4 separate regions of the Mus musculus genome follow, and regions 1, 3 and 4 are each linked to region 2. A link is a contact called in public ChIA-PET and HiChIP or PLAC-seq data. All regions are on one chromosome and are shown on one strand. The core of a region is the stretch at or near the end of the contact, and the rest is flanking DNA. Distances in the headings are between cores, read along the strand shown.

Region 1 (2,700 bases), core at 90-2,589, 140 kb after region 2:
ACAACCACCAAACCCAGACACTATTGCATATGCCAACAAGAGATTGCTCACAGGAACCTGATATAGCTGTCTCCTGAGAGGCTCTGCCAGTGCCTGACTAATACAGAAGTAGGTGCTCACAGTCATCCATTAGACAGAGCACAGGGTCCCCAATGAAGGAGCTAGAGAAAGTACCCAAGGAGCTGAAGGGGTTTGCAGCCCCCTAGGAAGCACAACAATATGAACTAACCAGTAACCCCAGAACGCTCTGGGACTAAACCACCAATCAAAGAAAACACACGGAGGGACTCGTGGCTCTAGCTGTATATGTAGCAGAGGATGGCCTAGTTGGTCATCAATGGGAGGAGAGACCCTTGGTCCTGTGAAGGCTCTCTGCCCCAGTATAGGGGAATGCCTGGGCCAGGAAGCAGGAGTGGGTGGGTTGGGGAATAGGGGGAGGGAGGAGAGGATGGGGATTTTTGGAGGGGATACTAGGACAGGGGATAACAGTTGAAATGTAAATAAAGAAAATATCTAATAAAAAAATGAAATGAACAAACAAACATGTGGATAGATGAAGTTGCCAAGGAAGAGTATATCCAGAACACAAACGGGGACTCAGATTTAAGTATTGGGCCACAATTCCATTGTAAACCAGAGGAAGAGGACTTGAGAAGTAGGAGAGACACCCAGGAGAGGAGATCACTTAAACCTCGATGGGGGTGGGGTGAGTGGGGGAGGTTTTGAGGATACAAACTAGGTTGGATAATTTTGAAAAGCTGATGCAGAGGTGATTTGTAAATTGTTATAGGATTTTGCAAAGTGAGGATTGTTTTTGTCCTTTAAAAGTTGTTTCAGCCAAATTGTTGCCGTCAACATCAGATCAGAGCAGGCAGAACAGTCCCTGGGACGAGGGGGAAGAGAAGAGGGGGAAGAGAACAGTCCCTGGGACGAGGGGAAGAGAAGAGGGGGAAGAGAAGACCCTTTTGAGAAACCTTTAGCTGCTCTGGGGAAGGACAGAGAACTGAACAGTTACTTATGAGGAGGAAGTACATTCTCTAGAGTGAAGAGGCTTTTTTGTTTTGTTTTGTTTTTTGTTTTTGTATTCTCTAGAGTACTTCTGAACTTAGGATGCATCTATCCTTGCTATCTTCTCTCTTAAAGTGAAGTCTGTCAATTATCTGTTACCTGGAAGATTGATTCCTAATACCTTTTTGCAGGAAGAGGAAGGCTAGTTTATTTTTCACATTTTCTGTGTACTATAGTTCTCTCTTTCATTTTGTTAGAGTCCTTAGCAAGTGGTTCCTGTTTCTTTGAATGATAAGGACTGAAGCTTCTGCTTTTCTATGTTGTAATAGCTGTCAGGGAAAATTTGAGTGACAGTGCTAGTGATAACTGTAATTAGACAATATATAATGACGTTTACTGTGCAGATGGGGCTATTTGAGAAGACATGTTTAAATTTTTTTCTTCTGATTTGTACATGTGACACACCTGTACCTACCCATCCGTACACAGCTCCCTGTAAGCATACGGTGCCACAGTGTACATGTGGAAGTCAGAAGACAGCCTCCACAGTTTTCTCCTTAGACTTTGCTTCTAAAGCAAGCTCTGTGATATTGTTTCTGTCTTGCTGTGTATCCACACTAGATGGCCCATGAGCTTCCAGGTGGCTTCTGACATTTTTACCAACTGACCCTTCTTGTTGGTCCCTGCTTTTAAAATTTTAATATTGAAAGCCACATGAAAGCCACATGAAAGGAGTGGTTATTAACCTCAACAGAGAAACTATGGGCCGAGAAACGGTCTGTATTGTTGTAGAGCTTTTCTTCTCAGCCACCTTGTTTATTGGGCTCTGCATTTACAAAGCAATGTCTCATCTTCTTCAGTATATATCTTTGATAAATCATTTTAGCAGATAATTCTTTGCTTTTATGTCTATTATAAAAGTGTATATTTAGTATTCAATCATTTGTAACTTTATTATCTTTGAGAATCAAATTCTAAAACTAGATGGGATATTTAATTAAATAGTAATGAAAATAAATTTACTAATAGGCAGACATTTTGCTAAGCTGTTTCATTCCTTCTTTATGTTGTTGTTTACTTTGATAGCTGTGAATTTGAGTTTTTAATGTATTTGTACTCTTAACAATGAGTGCATTTGTTTCTTGTTTTGCTGTTCTTTTATATGGTTTACCATTTCTAGGATGACAGAGTAGGCCATCAGATTACCATTCTTAAACAACACTCTTGGTTTTATGACATTTCATTTTGACAATGCTAAAGAACATGCTCACAGGCTTCATTAATGAGTGTTAATGCTGTATCTATGGGTGCTCTACCTACTACAGAAAATTGTAATTTGTATATTAGTAAGCATTAGAATATGTAATTAAAGTTCTTGTTAGTAAAATGCTTAAGTTGCAAATAGAGTTCATGGGTTTAAGTCTTTGTTATTTTACTATCAGAATTAAAATTTTAAGTTATAGCCAGGCGTGGTGGCGCACGCCTTTAATCCCAGCACTCGGGAGGCAGAGGCAGGCAGATTTCTGAGTTCGAGGCCAGCCTGGTCTACAAAGTGAGTTCCAGGACAGCCAGGGCTACACAGAGAAACCCTGTCTCGAAAAACAACAAACAAACAAACAAACAAACAAAAAACAAACAAACAATTTTAAGTTATAAACTTAAACTCCTTCATTTCAGATAATTGACCAAAGT
Region 2 (2,700 bases), core at 152-2,651:
TCTATTTTATTTCTTACTACAATTATGCATATGTTAAGAAAACATGATCATGGTGCTATTACTATAAACAATTATCATGGATAAAAGAAAAACAGGCTGTATTCATTCACTTTCTTTGGTTAAAATCTACCATGTCAAAACAGAGTGTCGTAATGGTGACATTAGATCATTAGACCGGAATCTAACCATCAGCTCCACGACTGGAGTGTTCTGTCCTAGTTTCCCGCAGTCAATCAGTTCTTTCAAAGTCTTGCTTTTTACCGGATGCTCATTAGGGCCTTTGTAAGCACAATGGTTATAGAACAAAAGAGATTGTGAACTGTATCTCACTCAGTGAGTGAGTAACACAGGAGTCATTAGAGTAGAAATGAGACTCTCTAAACAGTCATCTGAACCACAGACAGAATGTCATCAGAGAGGAAGTCAAGAGTTCTGCTGGAAATGGAGCTGGTTGGGCCCTACATAGCAGTAGCTGTTGCAGAAAAGGAAGCCCTGACCGTGGTGGTGACGAGGTAGGAGGTGGTGCAGTGCTTTTGAGAATCATTGCTTCCAAAGATCCTACAGAGTCAGGCTGTCTTCTCAGAGTCTGCCTTGCTATGTGAATGCTTGGCTTAGAGAAAGCCAATGTGCTACTTGCAAAGCAAGCCAAGTCCCACATTTGATTCTGTAAAGGTGATAACAACTTGAAAAAATTTAAGCTGGCAGCGAATAGGTTGCTGTGCCTAAGGGAATCACTGTGCCAGCAAAGAGCAGAATAAAATCAAAGCCACATCTATTTTTTTTCCTGTTTTGTTTTATGAGATGGGGTGCCTTGCTATATTTCTCAGTCTACCCTCAAATTCCTGAGCTCAAACGATCTTTCTGTCTCGGGCTCTCAGTAGTTGAGACTATAGGAATAGGTTTTCATTCCTGATATGGCTGATACCTTTCATTCCTGCCTCCCCAAATTACCCATTGGTTAACGCTCAGAGAAGGGCATTTAGAATAACCATTATTGTGCTGGGGAGATGCCTCAATGGGTAAGAACCTTTGCTGTGAAATCATGAGGACCCGAGTGCAGATCTGCAGGACCTAGGTGAAAAAGCAGGACCTGGCAACATACTGTCATCCTAGTTCTAAGTGAGGGCTGAGCTAATAGCTTGAAGGGACAAGTTTCTGCATTTGTTACACCAGAAACAGTAAGACTAATGTCTGTCTGAGTCAGTTCAGGAGCCAGAAAGAGCCCCGGCTGCTTAGCTGGGAACTGCTCAAGAAGTAGTTTGCTCCTCCTTAATGGGATGGCTTTGCTACAAGAACCAGAAGAAAGTAAAGAAGGCATTCTTAGCTTGGGTCCAGGGGAAAGCCAGTCTGGCAGAAACTCTTCAGTTCCCTCAGCCAGGAAGCAGCAATCTACGTAAACAGGAAGTAGAAAAGGCTGGGGGAGAGGGTGGCGGTTAGCTGGCAAGAAACAAGAGCTGACAGCAGCTGGGTGTAAGTGCTTACATGCAAAAGAGTCAGATACAGGTCCAAGGCTTTGCATGTTAAACGCTCCGGTGCTGCCCTTTGGAGGCCTTGCCTCACAAAGGTGTTTGTGCAGTCTGTGTGGGGTTCCATCTGCAAAAGGGTGCATCTTTGAACACCTACGTTCCGCCAAATATCTGCTAAGTGGTTTAGATTTATTTAATTATCTTAGAATTCTATGAGCATGGGACTAGTTGAAGAGTTGAAAAAAGAAACGGACTCAGAAGGAGTAAGTTACTCTGTTCAAATTCAATGCACAGACTTTGGAAAACTGTCTTTTCTGAAAACTGTTAAACATGATCTACTGAAAGACGTGAGGCCAGTGATGTGCCTCTGGGTAAAGATCCATACAAACAAGCCTGGCATCCGAGTCTACCTGAGGGAAGAGGAGAACTGATTCCTGTAAGGAGTCCTCAGACAGAACTGTGCCCCACATGTGCCCCGCCCTGGCCCCAGTAAATAAGTACATGTACATAAAAGATTTTAAAGACAATGTATCCCCCCCATTTTCACCTGTGTGTGTGTGAGTGTGTGTGTGTGTGTGAGAGAGAGAGAGAGAGAGAGAGACGACTGACAGAAAGACAGAGACAGAGAGAGAGACACAAAGACACACACAGAGACAGAGAGAGGCAGAGACAGAGACAGAGACAGACAGACAGACAGACAGACAGACAGACAGACAGACAGACAGACACACACACACACACACACACACACACACAGAGAGAGAGAGAGAGAGAGAGAGAGAGAGAGAGAGAGAGAGAGAGACAGACAGACAGACCTGCTGGGAGTTTGGTACCTCAAGATGAAGCTGAGTATCTTCTCAGCCATCAGCTGTCAGAAACTCATTGGACTGGAAGAAGAACTTTATGGGTTTGTTTTTTGTTTTTGTTTTGTTTTTTTTAATGAGAAGTGAGTGGCCACAGATGTTGCTGCCAAGAGTATCTACTTCTAAGTCAGAGTTCAGTACAGAATAAGAGTATTTTAGAGTAACAAATAAATGATCACACCATGAAATAAAAAGATGTATTGAAGAGGAAGTTGATCAGGGAGGGAGAGAATAAAGGGTTGGAGGGCTCTAGTGAGGGTTGATGGGACCAAAGTGTATCATATGAACATTTTACAATGGTATTACTGTTTCAAAAAATTTTTAAAAATTACTATATGTGTGTATGTGTCTGGGTATTTCTGCACTTGTGT
Region 3 (2,700 bases), core at 122-2,621, 250 kb before region 2:
CTGCCTTGCTTATTACTCAGTAGATTTTCTCATTTATCCTCACAAGGACCCTCCAACAGATTCCCCCCTTTTACAAACATTTTTACATCAGAGAACTGCACTACTTCTTCAAGGCCACTCAATAAACAAGCAGGAAGACTACGGTTTAAATTCAGACCCAATGCTAATAAGGTCATCAGAGCCTAAGAATTATTATTTAATAAAAATTCACTGAATACCAAATTTTCTATTGGCCTATAAAATAAGGAAGAATATTTCCAAAAATATGAGAAAAGGCAAGATTTATAAACCCACACCCCTGTCATCTTCTTGAGGTCCTGCCCAGTTCTCTTGGGAGGGGATTCTGAAACAGTCTAGATGCAAAGTCCTTAAGAGCCTACCCTGAACACTGAAATTCAGCATGGCCCTACAGACACTTTTACCCACAGAACAAGTTTTACATTTCCCTATGACAAAATAGAGCAGAACCTGAGATTTGGTAGCTGCTTGGTTTCTTGATTAGAGGATTTATAAAGGCTGGCTGCAGGCAGCAAGGCGAGACGATGCATGATTATGCAGTCAGGGGATTGAAAGTCAAGTCCAGAAGCCACGCTGGACAGATGCCTGAGCCCTTAGGCGAACTGAATAACTCTGCAAGGGCGGAAGAGGTGGCTGAGCAGGTAAGAGCACTTGCTACTCTTGCAGAGGACCAGCGTTCAGTTTGCAGCACCCACGTGGTGGTGGCTCACAACCATCTGTAACTCTTGTTCCAAGGGATCAAAAGTCTGTCCTCCTGAAGCACCAGGGACAAATGCAGCGCCCATACACACGGATAGCAAAGCGTTCAGGCCCGGAAAATACATAAATAAATCTTGCTTTTAAAAAGGATAAGGTAGGCATAACCCAAAGTCTACTTTAAATGTGGCAAGAAGGAAGATAACCTCCTAGATAAGAGGTGCAAGGACCCATTCCCTCTTCCAAGGAACAGAAGTCCACACCGTTGCCCCTGGGAATCAGGCTGCCAGTCTCGAGTGACCACCATGTCCTCTATTCTCCCCACCCAGTGTGGGACACGCTGGCTGAGTTTCCCCACCTCTGTCCCGTGTGTGTGTGTGTGTGTGTGTGTGTGTGTGTGTGTGTGTGTGTAGGCAGCGGAGAGAAGCAGAAAGAGACTGAGGGTAAATTAGCTCTGTTTGTCCTCCATGTAGGAAACCACACAGCTCGTGTGCGTCTGAACCTCAGCTTCCTTGCCTATGAGACAGAAAAAAAACAAACAAAAAACCTCACTGCCTTGGGGGGAGGGGGGGGCACGTGTACAGAGCACAACACATGACACACAGTAGGCCTATTAAATTACAGTGCATATACCCCACACTCTCACGGGAAAATGATCACATGTTCCCATGCCAGCCTCTTCCCCTGGGGCTGACGGGGCAGCTCTGTGGTAAAGCGCTTGCCTAGAGTGCACAAGGTGCAAGGTTCCAGCCATGCCCACAAAGAAGGCTCTTAACCTTCAAAAAAAAAAAATCTTACTTTCTCACCTAGGATCCTGTAAACAACCTAATGAAACTCACTGAGTCATAAAAATAAAATCTACAGGCAAATAAAGAGGGACTAGGTAGGAAGAGAAATAGAGTCAGTAGAAGGAGAGTAATGGGGCATATCTGATTATATGTGTGTGTGTGTGTGTGTGTGTGTGTGTATGTATGTATGTATGTATGTGTATATATATATGTGTATATATATAATTAGCATGTAATTAACACCTACCTGTTTACCCGTTTTCAGAGCCATGAGGTAGACTGAGTAAAACTCAGTGTCTCTCTTGTTACCTCACTTCCCCTTTTCACAAATGTGCACGTGGGACATGTATAAATAAATAACCCCGCTGGGCTTTACATGTAAACTTCTCCCTAGGCCCTTCTACAAGTTGCTCCTTGCTCCTGAACAGAATCCAAGAGAGCACACATTGTCTTCACTCTGTAACTAGTATCTTCTTCAAGTGGTTTTCAGGAACTTTCTAATTTCAACATTCAATGCACCTCTTCCGGTGTCTCGATCATATTTGCCGGCACTCACCTGGCAACCCCCCACCCAGCCCCGCCTCAGTAAAACACGGGTGGCCAAGGCAGCACTGTCCTTTATTATGCATCTCTCCTGCTCCACACCAACATTATCTCTGGCTCCTGGGTAGGAACTGAAGGAGAGCATAGAGTCAAAGACCACACCAATCAACTTTGATGTTCTTTCTCATGAATGCCTGTGGGTTTCCTGGGAGAGTCCCTAGAATGGGGTGTGTGACATAAAATTCTCAGGCTCTAGAGAAACCTACTTACAACTCTCAACCCTGAATCAAAGAGGCTTTCATGGGTCCCTCCTGGTGCAAGTCGTCATCTGTCAGTTAGCCATCAGTGCGTGGCGTCCCTGTATAGGTGGCTTTGTGTGGGCTCCACCCAGCAGTCAGGACATCCAGGCAGCTCACCTTGCAGCTTCTTCCGTTCCCTCCACTCCACCCTCTTGCACTATGGATCTGCAGATTCCCAGCCTGATCAGCGTGTGCACCCACAAGGCCAAGCTCTCAGAGGACTGCTAGAGGTCCCACCATTTGGCCTACATAAAGAGAACTTCAAAGGCAACCCAAGGGTCAGAGCCAAGATGACTCAGTGGTAAAACTCCATAGCTTCCAGCGGGTCTGATTTTGATCCTCAGTCACTCTGGTGA
Region 4 (2,700 bases), core at 189-2,688, 160 kb after region 2:
CACGCCTTTAATCCCAGCACTCAGGAGGCAGAGGCAGGCGGATTTCTGAGTTCGAGGCCAGCCTGGTCTACAAAGTGAGATCCAGGACAGCCAGGGCTATACAGAGAAACCCTGTCTTGAAAAACAAAAACAAAACAAAAAAAGTCTTAATTTTTAAAAAGCATAAATTAAAAAACATAAATCATCAACTATTTAGCATAGTAGAAGATAATGAAATCAGAGGAAACAAACCCAACTTCATATTCTGTTACTTTGCAATGACAGAAAAAAACTTAGTTATGATAGCCTGGCATAACTTAGGGACCCAGTATAAAACAGAATTCCATCAAAATAGTTCAAATAATAATGTTTTAATAAAAAATATTCTAGATAATAAAAGCAGTTAAGAATATGGCTAAGAGAAGGCTAGAGACTTGCAACAGTAGAAAGCACCTTACCTGTGACTTGAAGAACAGGCGTTTTCAAAGTTCAGTCATCACCGAAGCTGATGAATCCTCTGAAAACTTGCAGTCTGGAGGACCAAATCGTTGCTGGAGGAGTGGTATGCAGATCCAGGGAAGCAGAATAGAGGAATTAACCTGTTTTACCTTTGAATACACTCTAGTTTCCTGCTGTTGACTCCTGCTGTGTAAGTTAAGTGTAAGCAGAAACCAGCTGCACACAGTTTAGCTGACACAGAGTATAGGGCTTAACTCCCTTATGTTTCAAAGGAGAACAAAAAATGGGCCTAGGAGGCTAAAGCAGAGATGTCCTCTATACCACTGCATGCCTCCTCTTCTCATACACGAAGCCAGGCTCGTATGTCAAGTTGCTGTGCTTTTTACATGCTTTGCTAAGCAGTGGGCACGTTGTTAGCACACAGCAGTAAACTGTTAAGTATAAGATGGTATTTCCTAATGGCTAACAATTCCTAAAGCACTAGAATTAAATCTAAAGTATGGCTAGTCATATGATTTTGTGATGTGTACTTCTTCATATGTGAAATGGAGAAGGCCCAGAATTACAGGAATATGGGTAATTATAGTAAATTAATATTGTATGTAGTCAGAGTCACCATAAACATCATCCTAGTAGTTGATTAGTAGGAATAATAGAAAAACAATAGTGTAATAGTAGGCTCTTCCCTGTCTCTGTCCCTCACAGACCCCTTCTCCTCCTGTTTTAGATTTCCTGAACGGGGTTCTTTTTTTCTTTCAAATTTTGTTCATGTATTAGAGTCTATTATAAACTACAACTGTAGTTTAACATTTTTATCTACCCTTTTATGTTTTTATGTTCAGTAAACACCAAGTTAAATGATGGTCTCCACTGGACACAGAATTAGAAAAATTGGAAGTACTGAAATTTGTTCAGTTTCAGTAGCACAGATGTGAAGAAGCTCAAGAACTAAGAACACAGCACGTTTCACAGTTCACACGGGAATGCACCACAGCACACAGTCTTTTAACTTTGACATGAGTGTTGCAGTTCTGTTTTTGAGGATGCATATATGTTTTTCTTTTGGGCCGCATAGAGAAAAATGAAGTAAAACCTCATTGACGTAATTGAACTTGATAACATCTCCTGGTTGTGCTGCTGATGATTCACTGTGGTTTTGGTGGTTTTGTAGAACTCTGTAAAGCATGTTAGACTTATAAACATATTCAAACAGAAACTTTTATCAGGATTCAACTTTTAGCCACAAAGAAAAGATGAATTTAAATAAAAGCAGCCTTGGGTACAACTTTATCAAACCAACTAAAAATTTTTAAAAGAATATACATTTCATATGTAACCTAGAAAAAGCAGTAGTGTTTTAAAATTAGCGTCAGTGTGTAAGCCATAGTTTGTGAAAAGACTCGGTCATTTCAGATAATGCAGTCGTTCAGAGTACTGTCGTTTTGAGGGACATAGTCATAAATATGTAAGCACATTCTCTATAGTCACTGGGATGCTTTTATTGTGATTCACAGTTCAGCTTTACTCTTCTCTTAATGTTGGTCTAGTGGTATGGGAGTTGAAGTTTAGTTGTCTCAGCCTTGCTAACATGAAAAGTATTCATGCAGAGTAGTGACTGTCTACCTGGAAGCAAGATTTCAGTAGACCTGCATACTATATAGGAGAAGTAAATACTTAGACCAAATACTTGAAAACATTAAATTATACTTGCCATGCATTGTGCACTCTGTATGTCTGATAGCCTCCCACCACTTTTAGGTAAATTTTTAAAAATAAATTTTTACTACTTTAATAAATTATAAACAACCTCTTTTTGTGTTTTTGTTTCAACAACCTCTTTTTGTAGTAACAAAGGTATTTCGTTATAAGAAGTAAATAAGTTACATGTTTTGGGTTCATTTATATTTAATCCCTTTCTGCTTCGTTTAAATGAGACCATAAAACCACAGTTAGACAGGGGAGGCAGGCATTGCTCATTACTGTTGGTTCTATACATTCATGGACATTGAAATTATAAACATTTTCACTAATGTCTACTTTCTGCTTGTGCTAGTTATTAATTTCATGAGACATATCATATTTAACTTTTGAGAAATAGAATTATTTCATATTTTGTTTAAATTATTTTAGTAGTTTGCTCCATTTTCTAAAGCATAATAAAAAGATAATCTATAGCCAAAATTGTGTTTACATTTGTGCTGTTTATATTGAATCTTGCTCATCATGTTTGAAATGCCAGTTGTTTTCTGCAAGTAAAAGCTT

The links. ChIA-PET counts read pairs in DNA pulled down with a chosen protein or histone mark. HiChIP or PLAC-seq counts read pairs in DNA pulled down with a chosen protein or histone mark.
Region 1: a BATF HiChIP or PLAC-seq map of CD8 T cells shows a contact between it and region 2, with 10 read pairs. The contact joins two enhancer-like sites. A contact is called at or near these places in 7 of 39 promoter capture datasets (the C10 cell line, the HPC-7 cell line, cranial neural crest and 4 more), 3 of 484 Hi-C or Micro-C datasets (bone marrow-derived macrophages, liver and nephron progenitors) and 8 of 115 datasets of contacts at active chromatin or transcription factors (the 230-238 cell line, CD8 T cells, the HPC-7 cell line and 4 more).
Region 3: an H3K27ac HiChIP or PLAC-seq map of regulatory T cell precursor shows a contact between it and region 2, with 7 times the contacts expected there. The contact joins two enhancer-like sites. A contact is called at or near these places in 1 of 484 Hi-C or Micro-C datasets (CD4 T cells) and 4 of 115 datasets of contacts at active chromatin or transcription factors (CD8 T cells, microglia, pancreatic cancer cells and 1 more).
Region 4: a contact with region 2 is called in an RNA polymerase II ChIA-PET map of effector CD8 T cells, with 82 read pairs. The contact joins two enhancer-like sites. A contact is called at or near these places in 5 of 39 promoter capture datasets (the 3T3-L1 cell line, the C10 cell line, the HPC-7 cell line and 2 more), 1 of 15 datasets of contacts at CTCF or cohesin (CD8 T cells), 12 of 484 Hi-C or Micro-C datasets (CD4 T cells, CD8 T cells, Th1 cells and 5 more) and 11 of 115 datasets of contacts at active chromatin or transcription factors (the 230-238 cell line, CD4 single positive thymocytes, CD8 T cells and 8 more).

Annotation. Positions count from the first base shown.
Region 1 is chr7:114,452,087-114,454,786 of GRCm38.p6, forward strand. The region is part of intron 1 of Pde3b (phosphodiesterase 3B, cGMP-inhibited); the gene reads left to right. Among named protein-coding and RNA genes, the nearest start is that of Pde3b, 38 kb to the left of the region's middle. Within about 2 kb of position 1,340, at least 99 of the 459 cell types and tissues checked have an H3K27ac peak or open chromatin away from gene starts, as enhancers often do. A contact at or near this core is called in the 230-238 cell line, CD8 T cells, the HPC-7 cell line and 4 more, where this site is marked.
Region 2 is chr7:114,316,175-114,318,874 of GRCm38.p6, forward strand. The region is part of intron 3 of 4933406I18Rik (RIKEN cDNA 4933406I18 gene); the gene reads right to left. Among named protein-coding and RNA genes, the nearest start is that of Psma1, 41 kb to the left of the region's middle. Within about 2 kb of position 1,402, at least 192 of the 459 cell types and tissues checked have an H3K27ac peak or open chromatin away from gene starts, as enhancers often do. A contact at or near this core is called in the 230-238 cell line, CD4 single positive thymocytes, CD8 T cells and 11 more, where this site is marked.
Region 3 is chr7:114,068,015-114,070,714 of GRCm38.p6, forward strand. The region is part of intron 1 of Rras2 (related RAS viral (r-ras) oncogene 2); the gene reads right to left. Among named protein-coding and RNA genes, the nearest start is that of Gm51454, 33 kb to the left of the region's middle. Within about 2 kb of position 1,372, at least 89 of the 459 cell types and tissues checked have an H3K27ac peak or open chromatin away from gene starts, as enhancers often do. A contact at or near this core is called in CD8 T cells, pancreatic cancer cells and regulatory T cell precursor, where this site is marked.
Region 4 is chr7:114,478,458-114,481,157 of GRCm38.p6, forward strand. All of the region lies in intron 1 of Pde3b (phosphodiesterase 3B, cGMP-inhibited), which reads left to right. Among named protein-coding and RNA genes, the nearest start is that of Pde3b, 65 kb to the left of the region's middle. Within about 2 kb of position 1,439, at least 129 of the 459 cell types and tissues checked have an H3K27ac peak or open chromatin away from gene starts, as enhancers often do. A contact at or near this core is called in the 230-238 cell line, CD4 single positive thymocytes, CD8 T cells and 10 more, where this site is marked.